2 separate regions of the Mus musculus genome follow, and region 1 is linked to region 2. Evidence: chromatin contacts called from public HiChIP or PLAC-seq data. All regions are on one chromosome and are shown on one strand. Each heading gives the region's core, a stretch centred on a gene start, on an enhancer-like site or on the middle of the called end of the contact. The rest is flanking DNA. Distances are from core to core; before and after follow the strand shown. Region 1 holds the start of A830082K12Rik (RIKEN cDNA A830082K12 gene). Region 2 overlaps Mctp1 (multiple C2 domains, transmembrane 1).

Region 1 (3,376 bases), core at 450-2,949, 1.3 Mb after region 2:
AAATTTCAAAGAAGTTGAACTTACAGTAGCCAAACATATTGAAAAAAAGTAGGAACTACAATTAATGTCTGTCCTGTGCGATGCCACTGCAACCTGCAGCCAGCTTTGCCCAGTGAATGCGCGAGCTTGCAACTGCAAAAACACTGGATTCATTACCCATCTGAATGCAAAACGTAAGCATGCATTGAGTTCTTAAAGCTGACCAAAGTTTTTTTTTTTTTTTTTTAAATGTGTATGTTTTACTTCAACAGTGCCAGCATTTTCAATTGCCATGTAAACAAAGACAACTCTAGGGAAAGTTAGGGCTACTGAACTGCCATCCCCCAACAAATTAGTAGAGCGAGGTCCATGTCCACAGAGCTGTCCTACCTCAGGCTCTACATCATTTTCTTTGGTTCTAATTCCAACAAGAGTTTCAGTGCGGTTTACGCTCTTTGAAACACAATGGTTAGAATACTTTTTCTAATTATAGTTTTGAACTTGGCAGTTATTTTTCAATTAAATGAGAGCACAATTCAAAGTTTTTTTGTTTTTTTTTGTTTTTTGTTTTTTTTTTTTTCAGATGCCTAAACAATCTCCCTGGAGCTAGCAATGGAGTCGTCATATTTGCCTTCTCCTTGAGATCTGAAGGAATTCAATTTCTTTTCTTGTGGCATATAAAATATAATTTTGAAGTCAATTACAAGAAGAAGTAATCTATGTTCTTCGAAATTGACTGGTTCACTAATTTGACTATAAGATATGTTTAATGATTGCCAGGAGATAAACTTTAACTATAAACCGCTAAATATATTTGTAAGAAAAGTGTTCCATCTCATGCCACATGAATATGAAGCATATCCAAATTAAACATCAAAAGTTGTGCTTAATAAAAAAAAAATCTCACACATCGATTAAATGATGCAGAAGCTCAAGCCAGCTGCAGTCTGTGCATTATAGCCAGATCAGAAGGATCGGTAAATGCCGTTGTAAATTGTAATTTGTATGCAGTATTTAAGCAGAGGGTGGAGTTTGATGAAGAAATAAAACGAGTATCAAGCTTTAAAAATGACACTACTATGAAAGCAGGGTTCAGTCACAAACTTTCCTTTCAAAGTATAGGGGTGAAAACAAGGCCACAGCTCGGGAGGAGGCGGCCCCAGATCCCTGAAGAGGAGAGGGAGCCAGTGAACAGGCCAGAAGCCCCCCTTCCCCCCTAATTAGACCTACAAGTGCAATAAATCTCACTCCTCTTTTTCCAAGCTAAGCTTCCTAAAGGATGGTGGCAGCAATGAATCTATGGTTCAGGGTCCTCCAGCCCCAGTCCTCTCCCATTATAAATAAAAGGTACGATGAGGCAGAGGAGAAAGTAGAATGGGAAAAACAAAAAAAACCAAAAAACAAAAACACACACGGAGAGAAACGGTTTTCTGCAGAAAATCATCACCCCTCCCAAGTTCATGCTAGCACAGCCCCAAGCATCCTCACACACAAGCGGGAACGAGACACACACGGAGCACATCCAACAGAGGAAGGGAGGGATTTTTAAGCTACAGCTCACGATCCCAGGGACACAATCTTGAGCAGGCAGCGGGCGGGGTGGAGGAGCCGGGGAGAGGAGCGCAGGGCGGGAGGGGGAGGCAGCGGCAGCGAGCTGGGGGGGGGGGGACGCTGGGGGAGGAAAGCAGCGAAGACTGGGAAGCCCGGACCGGCTGGGACCACAGAAGCCCCATCCCCACAGCCACAGGCACCAAGGCGAGAGAGAAAGAAAGAGCAGGGAGGCGGGCGAAGCGCAGGGAGAGAAGCAGAGAAGAAATATTCACCTTCCCGCCTCATGCCCACTTTGAGGCACTTCTTGAGGCGGCAGTATTGGCACTGGTTGCGGTGGTGCTGGTCGATGGGACAGTTCCTGTTGGCACGGCATGTGTAAGTTAAGTTCCTGCGGACGCTCCTCTTGAAGAAACTTTTGCAGCCCTCGCAGGTGAATTGGCCGTAGTGCTTGCCGCTCGACTTGTCCCCGCACACCACGCACTCGATGTGCTGCTGGCTCTGGCCTGAACCGGGCGGGCCCTGGCCCTTGTCCCCTGCCGTGCCGGGGGTGGCGGGCGCTCCGGGCTGGCCCGGGGTCTGCGGCGTGTGCGGCGCGCCGGAGCCCGCCTGCTGCTGCTCGCCGCCGCCGCCGCCGCGGGCTGCCTGCGCTGCGGGGTTGGGGCCGCCGGGGTTGCCCCCGGCCACGTCGTCCTGCGGATCTCGCCAGCTGCTAACTACCATTGCCATATCTTTGGGCCCAGGGAGCGCTGGGGGGAGCCGAGCTGCTCGCCGAGGGCCGCGGGGCGCGCGGGCGCGCTGGGAGGGGAAGGGGAAGGGGAAGGGGGGAGGGGGAGGGGGCGGGGGGCCCACCGGGCGCCCCGGGGTCGCCGGAGCCGAGCCCGAGCCGGGCACCGGCCTCTGCCTGCGCCGCCGCCGCCGCCGCCGCCGTTACTGCCTCAGCCGCCCCGCTGCTGCTGCGCGCCCGCCCGCCCTGCTGGCGTTTTGTTGTGGTTCCTGCTGTTTTCTTTCTCTCTTTTTGCAGCCCCCCCAGGCTCTCAGGCTCCCCCCCCCCAACACCCCTGCTCCCCTCGCCCGCTCCCCCCGCACTCCGTTCCTGGGGGGGCCTCTCTCTCTCTCCCCCCTCCCCACCCCCCAGCGAGCGAGCTCCCTTCTCTCGCTTTTTTCTTCTTCCCCAACTTGCAAAATCAGAAATGGCACAGGCGGCAGCCGGGAGCGGCGCGGGGCGCAGCGCCGGGGGCGGCGGGCATGGGCCACGGCGCGCGCACACTCTCGCCCTCCGCCTCGCCCGCACCCCCGCGCACACACACACTCGCACACACACTCGCTCACCCGCGCCGGGCGCCCGCCCGCCCGCCCGCCCGCCCGCTGGCCGCTGGCCGCTGGGGCTACGCGCAGAGCGCGGGCTGAGCCGACATAGAGGAAGCGGCGAGGGCGGCGGCGGCCGCGGAGGAGGAGGTCGCGGCTGCAGACGCTGCTGGAGGAGCTGGCCGCCGCTGCGTGCTCCGCTGGAGGAGCCCGGGCCCGGGCGGGAGTCCGAGCCGGAGTCGGGGCCGCAGCCCGAGAGCGAGCCGAGGCCGGTGCTGCCCGTGCCGCCGCCGCTGTCCTGGCGGGAGCCCTCGCCCGGTTTCAAGAGTGCGGGGAGCTGGGAGAGTCGAGCAGGATCGGGACGAAGCTGCCGGCGAGGATCAGGGCGCTCGGGTGTCTGGGGGCCAGGTCCAGGGCCGGACGCAGCCAGCCATTCAGGAAGGCAGCGCTGGAGAGCGGGAGGCAGCCGGCGAGGAAGATCACACACTTTGCTCTTTTTGTTGTGCGGGTGGCGCCGGGTTCTCTCTGCCTTCTTCTTTCG
Region 2 (3,831 bases), core at 404-2,903:
GAACAAGCTGATTGGGTTGGGTCTTCCTCAATTCTCCATCCCCATCCTTCATCTTTAACAATTAAGGGGAAATAGTTCTGTCTAAAAAGCATAGTTGCATGAACCCTCCTTAGAAAAAGGGACAAGGCCCCAAAGAATAAAGGAAATGAGTAGATCATAGAATCAATTTTCTACGATACACTCTGTGGGTATCATTATTGTACTTTACCCACAGGAAGACAGTTAAATAACTTACCCAAAGGCACACAACATTTGTGTTTTTAACCATAATCATGCTTCCTTTATAGGCTGAATTTTGGTACATCCCACTTTTCCTCGGGCAAGTTTCTCTCATGAGTTCTAGCAAAGACAGTAGTACTAACTCTACCTCAAAGCATATACATTGATAGAGAACATTCATTGACTCCTACCCCAGAGCTCACTGTTAATTCAGGGAAGTGGGGCCAATATTTATTAAGCAAATATTATGCATCAGGTTCCCTGGTAAGCCTTTTGGAGACATCACTTCTTCTCATTCTCAAGGATAATTATATCAAGTAAACTGTTCTCAAATGCTTTTATCACTAATTTGTAAGTAAGGAAATTGAAAGGCAAGATAAACAGTAAACTCCACAGAGTCAGTGTGTTGTGAAACAAAGCCTACCATTTTCTCAAGCCTTAGCTGTTTTTGTAGTGTGTACTTAGGCATATCTTCCTCCAGAGGACCTCTTTAGGTATCCAAGACATTCTGCAGAACCCCCCAATGCTTCAGGTTGCCCTCAGATTTCTCAAGATTTTTCTGTGACTTCTCATGGGATGATACCAGACATCTGCTCCAGACCAGATGCTACCGTTAATTTTGAGCATGTTTGTGGCCTGAGGTGTGGCTTTCTAGTCACTCAGGTGAGTACAGGGATGCTAAGTAAAGCTGAGCATTCTCCATAGTTGTGAATAATGTCTTGATATTTGTTGGCATATGGACAGTCTTCCAGCAGGATTTCTTAATTACACTTTAAAAGTACATTCATCTCCACTGACGTGATATGCCTCCTACACAGCAGTCTTGGTTACTCATCAATGGTGGCATGAAAAATCCTGAAGAGTGGAGCAGATCAATGAAATCATTCTGATTCATGGAATTACTGTGCATAAATTGAGACAAAGTCTGCCTTGTTAAAACAGTAGTAAATACTGGAATGTTCAGTTAGTTCTTCCCTATGACAAAGTATTAGATTCTTCTTCTCCTTTCTAGAATAGTACAGAATTTGTTTTCAGATCCACTTAAAAACCAGAATACTTACCTCTAGAAACAAAGCTTGTAAGGGAAGAACTGCTGTCATACTGTTTGAAAATTTGGAACGGTCACCACAGAAACATTTGGTCTGTCCTGAATCCCTGTCAGCCGAACACATTTATTATGTTTTCTGCCAGTGCTCTTGTCTAGAAAAGCAGTCCTTTGTGTAACAATTGAATATGTAGACTAAATGAGGCAAAGAGGATCTAAAGGGACTGTCCAAAGCCAAGCTGAGAGAGGAGAGGGCCTTTGTATATACACTTACATTCTACTTCAATAGTTTCATCATTCCCCAAAACTAACTTAGACCACAAGTCTTCTGTGTTTGCATCTCAGTACCAAAAAAGACCACATATTCAGTGCTCTTAACAGAAGCAGCTCTGAGTCACACAGCCTCTAAACATATCTAAAAATGGATGATCACTCTTTTCTTCTTTTGTGCTTTCAACCATAACTTTTCCCAACTTTTTCAGAAGGTTAGCAGCTTGCAAAAATCTGAGGAGAACCATGAAAAGATCAGACCTTTAGTTCCTAAAGCGATCTAGAGCATAAGGAGGTTGAAAGTAACAGCTAATTAGATACCATGGAAAAGTGCCTCCCGGACCACGTTCAGAGACATCTGCCAACTGCGTAGAACGCTACTGTAACTCACAGATGTTTATCACTGCATCAGAATTTGAGTATGACCACATGCTTTCCACTCATTCCAGCTCCTCTCCCTTGACCTTTACTGATGTGCTCTGGGATGTGCAGCAGTCCCCCCTCCCACACACAGTACCCTTTAAAGAACCAAAGGCAGGGAGGAAGATGAAAGATGCTTCCTCCTGTGGTAGATGAGGAAACAGGCGAAACAAGATGGTGACTTCAGCAGAGCAGGTCACTTTTTTTGGGGTGGGGTGGAGTGGGGGATGCTCTGTGTGGAATAGATGTACAAAGCAGACTACCATGAATGTGATGCCTTCCCCCTGAAGTCCAGGGAGCCATGTCACCCCATGCACTAATGTGTAGCCTAGTTGGAACACTTTGACTCATTGCCACAAAAGTCCATTATGCACTATGGCTCTGCAGCCAGAGGGAGTGGCATCTGACATCTTAGCACAACCCAGCTTGATGCTCTGAGGCTCCTCCTTCACTCTCTGTAGCAGAGCACCAATTACCCTAAAGCCCCTGATAGCAAGTGGGGTTTGAGGATTAAAAAACTTGGGGAGATGATGGGACAGTGTCTTCTCAAGAGCAACACCAAGAACATAGGGAGTCCACCATGTATTTAGTTTCCAAATCCCAAGTACCCTGAACACATTCTCCTCTTTTCTGTAAAGTATATTTATACATGCACATTTTTATTGTTCATTCTACATATTTTAAATGTATCATATCAACCCTAATCTAAGTTCATCCACATTTATGTTCAACAGCATAGCTATAATCATCCTCTCTGGTGTTAGGAAACCTTCTAACAAACACATGAATGATAACATCTGCATAGTTTTTACTGTAAAAAAATATTATAATGTTTTTCTTATTAAACACTTTTTTAATTAGATGTTTTCTTTATTTACATTTCAAATGTTATCCCATTTCAGAGTTTCCCCTCTGAAAATCCCCTATCCTCTCCTCCCTCCCCCTGCTCCCCAACTCACCCACAACCATTCATGGTCCTGGCATTCCACTATGCTGGGGCATAGAGCCTTCACAAGACCAAGGGCCTCTTCCCCCATTGATGACCAACTAGGCCAACCTCTGCTACATATACAGCTAGAACCACAAGTCCCACCATGTGTTTTCTTTGATTGGTGGTTTAGTCTGAGTGAACTCTGGGGGGTACTAGTTAGTTCATATTGTTGTTCCTTCTATGAGGCTGGAGACCCCTTTAACTTCTTGGGTCCTATCTCTAGCTTCTTCATTGAGGACCCTGTGCTAACTCCAGTGGATAGATGTGAATATCCATTTCTGTATTAGTCAGGCATTGGCAGCGCCTCTCAGGAGACAGCTATATCAGGCTCCTGTCAGCAGACTCTTGTTGGCATCTACCTAGTGTCTGGGTTTGGTAGTTGTTTATGGGATGGATCCCCAGGTGGGGCAGTTTCTGCATAGTTGTTCCTTCAGTTTCTGCTCTGAACTTTGTCTCAGTAACTCCTTCCATGGGTATTTTGTTCCCCCTTCTAAAAAGGATTCTGAGCTTCTGGGCTAATATACACTTATCAGTGAGGGCATATATGTGTTCTTTTGTGATTGGGTTACTACACTCAAGATGATATCCTCCAGATCCACCCATTCGTCTAAGAATTTCATAAATTCATAAATATATTTCATAAATTGAAATAGCTGCATAGTACTCCATTGTGTAAATGTACCACATTTTCTGATTCCTTTCCTCTGTTGATGGACATCTGGGTTCTTCCCATCTTCTGGCTGTTATAAACAAGGCTGCTATGAACATAGTGGAGCATGTGTCTTTATTACATGGTGGACCGTCTTCTCAGTATATGCACAGGAGAGGTATTATTGGATCTTCCAGTAGAACTATGTACAATTTTCTGAGGAACCACCAAACTGAT

The links. HiChIP or PLAC-seq counts read pairs in DNA pulled down with a chosen protein or histone mark.
Region 1: a contact with region 2 is called in an H3K27ac HiChIP or PLAC-seq map of SST interneurons, with 6 times the contacts expected there. The contact joins the promoter of A830082K12Rik here to the enhancer-like site in region 2. A contact is called at or near these places in 3 of 39 promoter capture datasets (the C10 cell line, cranial neural crest and liver), 1 of 484 Hi-C or Micro-C datasets (cortical neurons), 4 of 115 datasets of contacts at active chromatin or transcription factors (SST interneurons, astrocytes, embryonic forebrain and 1 more) and 2 of 9 other capture datasets (adipose tissue and liver).

Annotation. Positions count from the first base shown.
Region 1 is chr13:78,196,318-78,199,693 of GRCm38.p6, forward strand. It overlaps A830082K12Rik (RIKEN cDNA A830082K12 gene), which reads left to right and starts at 1,700. Exons shown (of 3, transcript NR_045195.1): 1 at 1,700-1,905. It overlaps Nr2f1 (nuclear receptor subfamily 2, group F, member 1), which reads right to left and starts at 2,556. Exons shown (of 3, transcript NM_010151.3): 1 at 1,803-2,556. The coding sequence starts at 2,256.
Region 2 is chr13:76,894,943-76,898,773 of GRCm38.p6, forward strand. The region is part of intron 16 of Mctp1 (multiple C2 domains, transmembrane 1); the gene reads left to right. Among named protein-coding and RNA genes, the nearest start is that of Slf1, 240 kb to the right of the region's middle. Within about 2 kb of position 1,654, at least 11 of the 459 cell types and tissues checked have an H3K27ac peak or open chromatin away from gene starts, as enhancers often do. A contact at or near this core is called in SST interneurons, where this site is marked.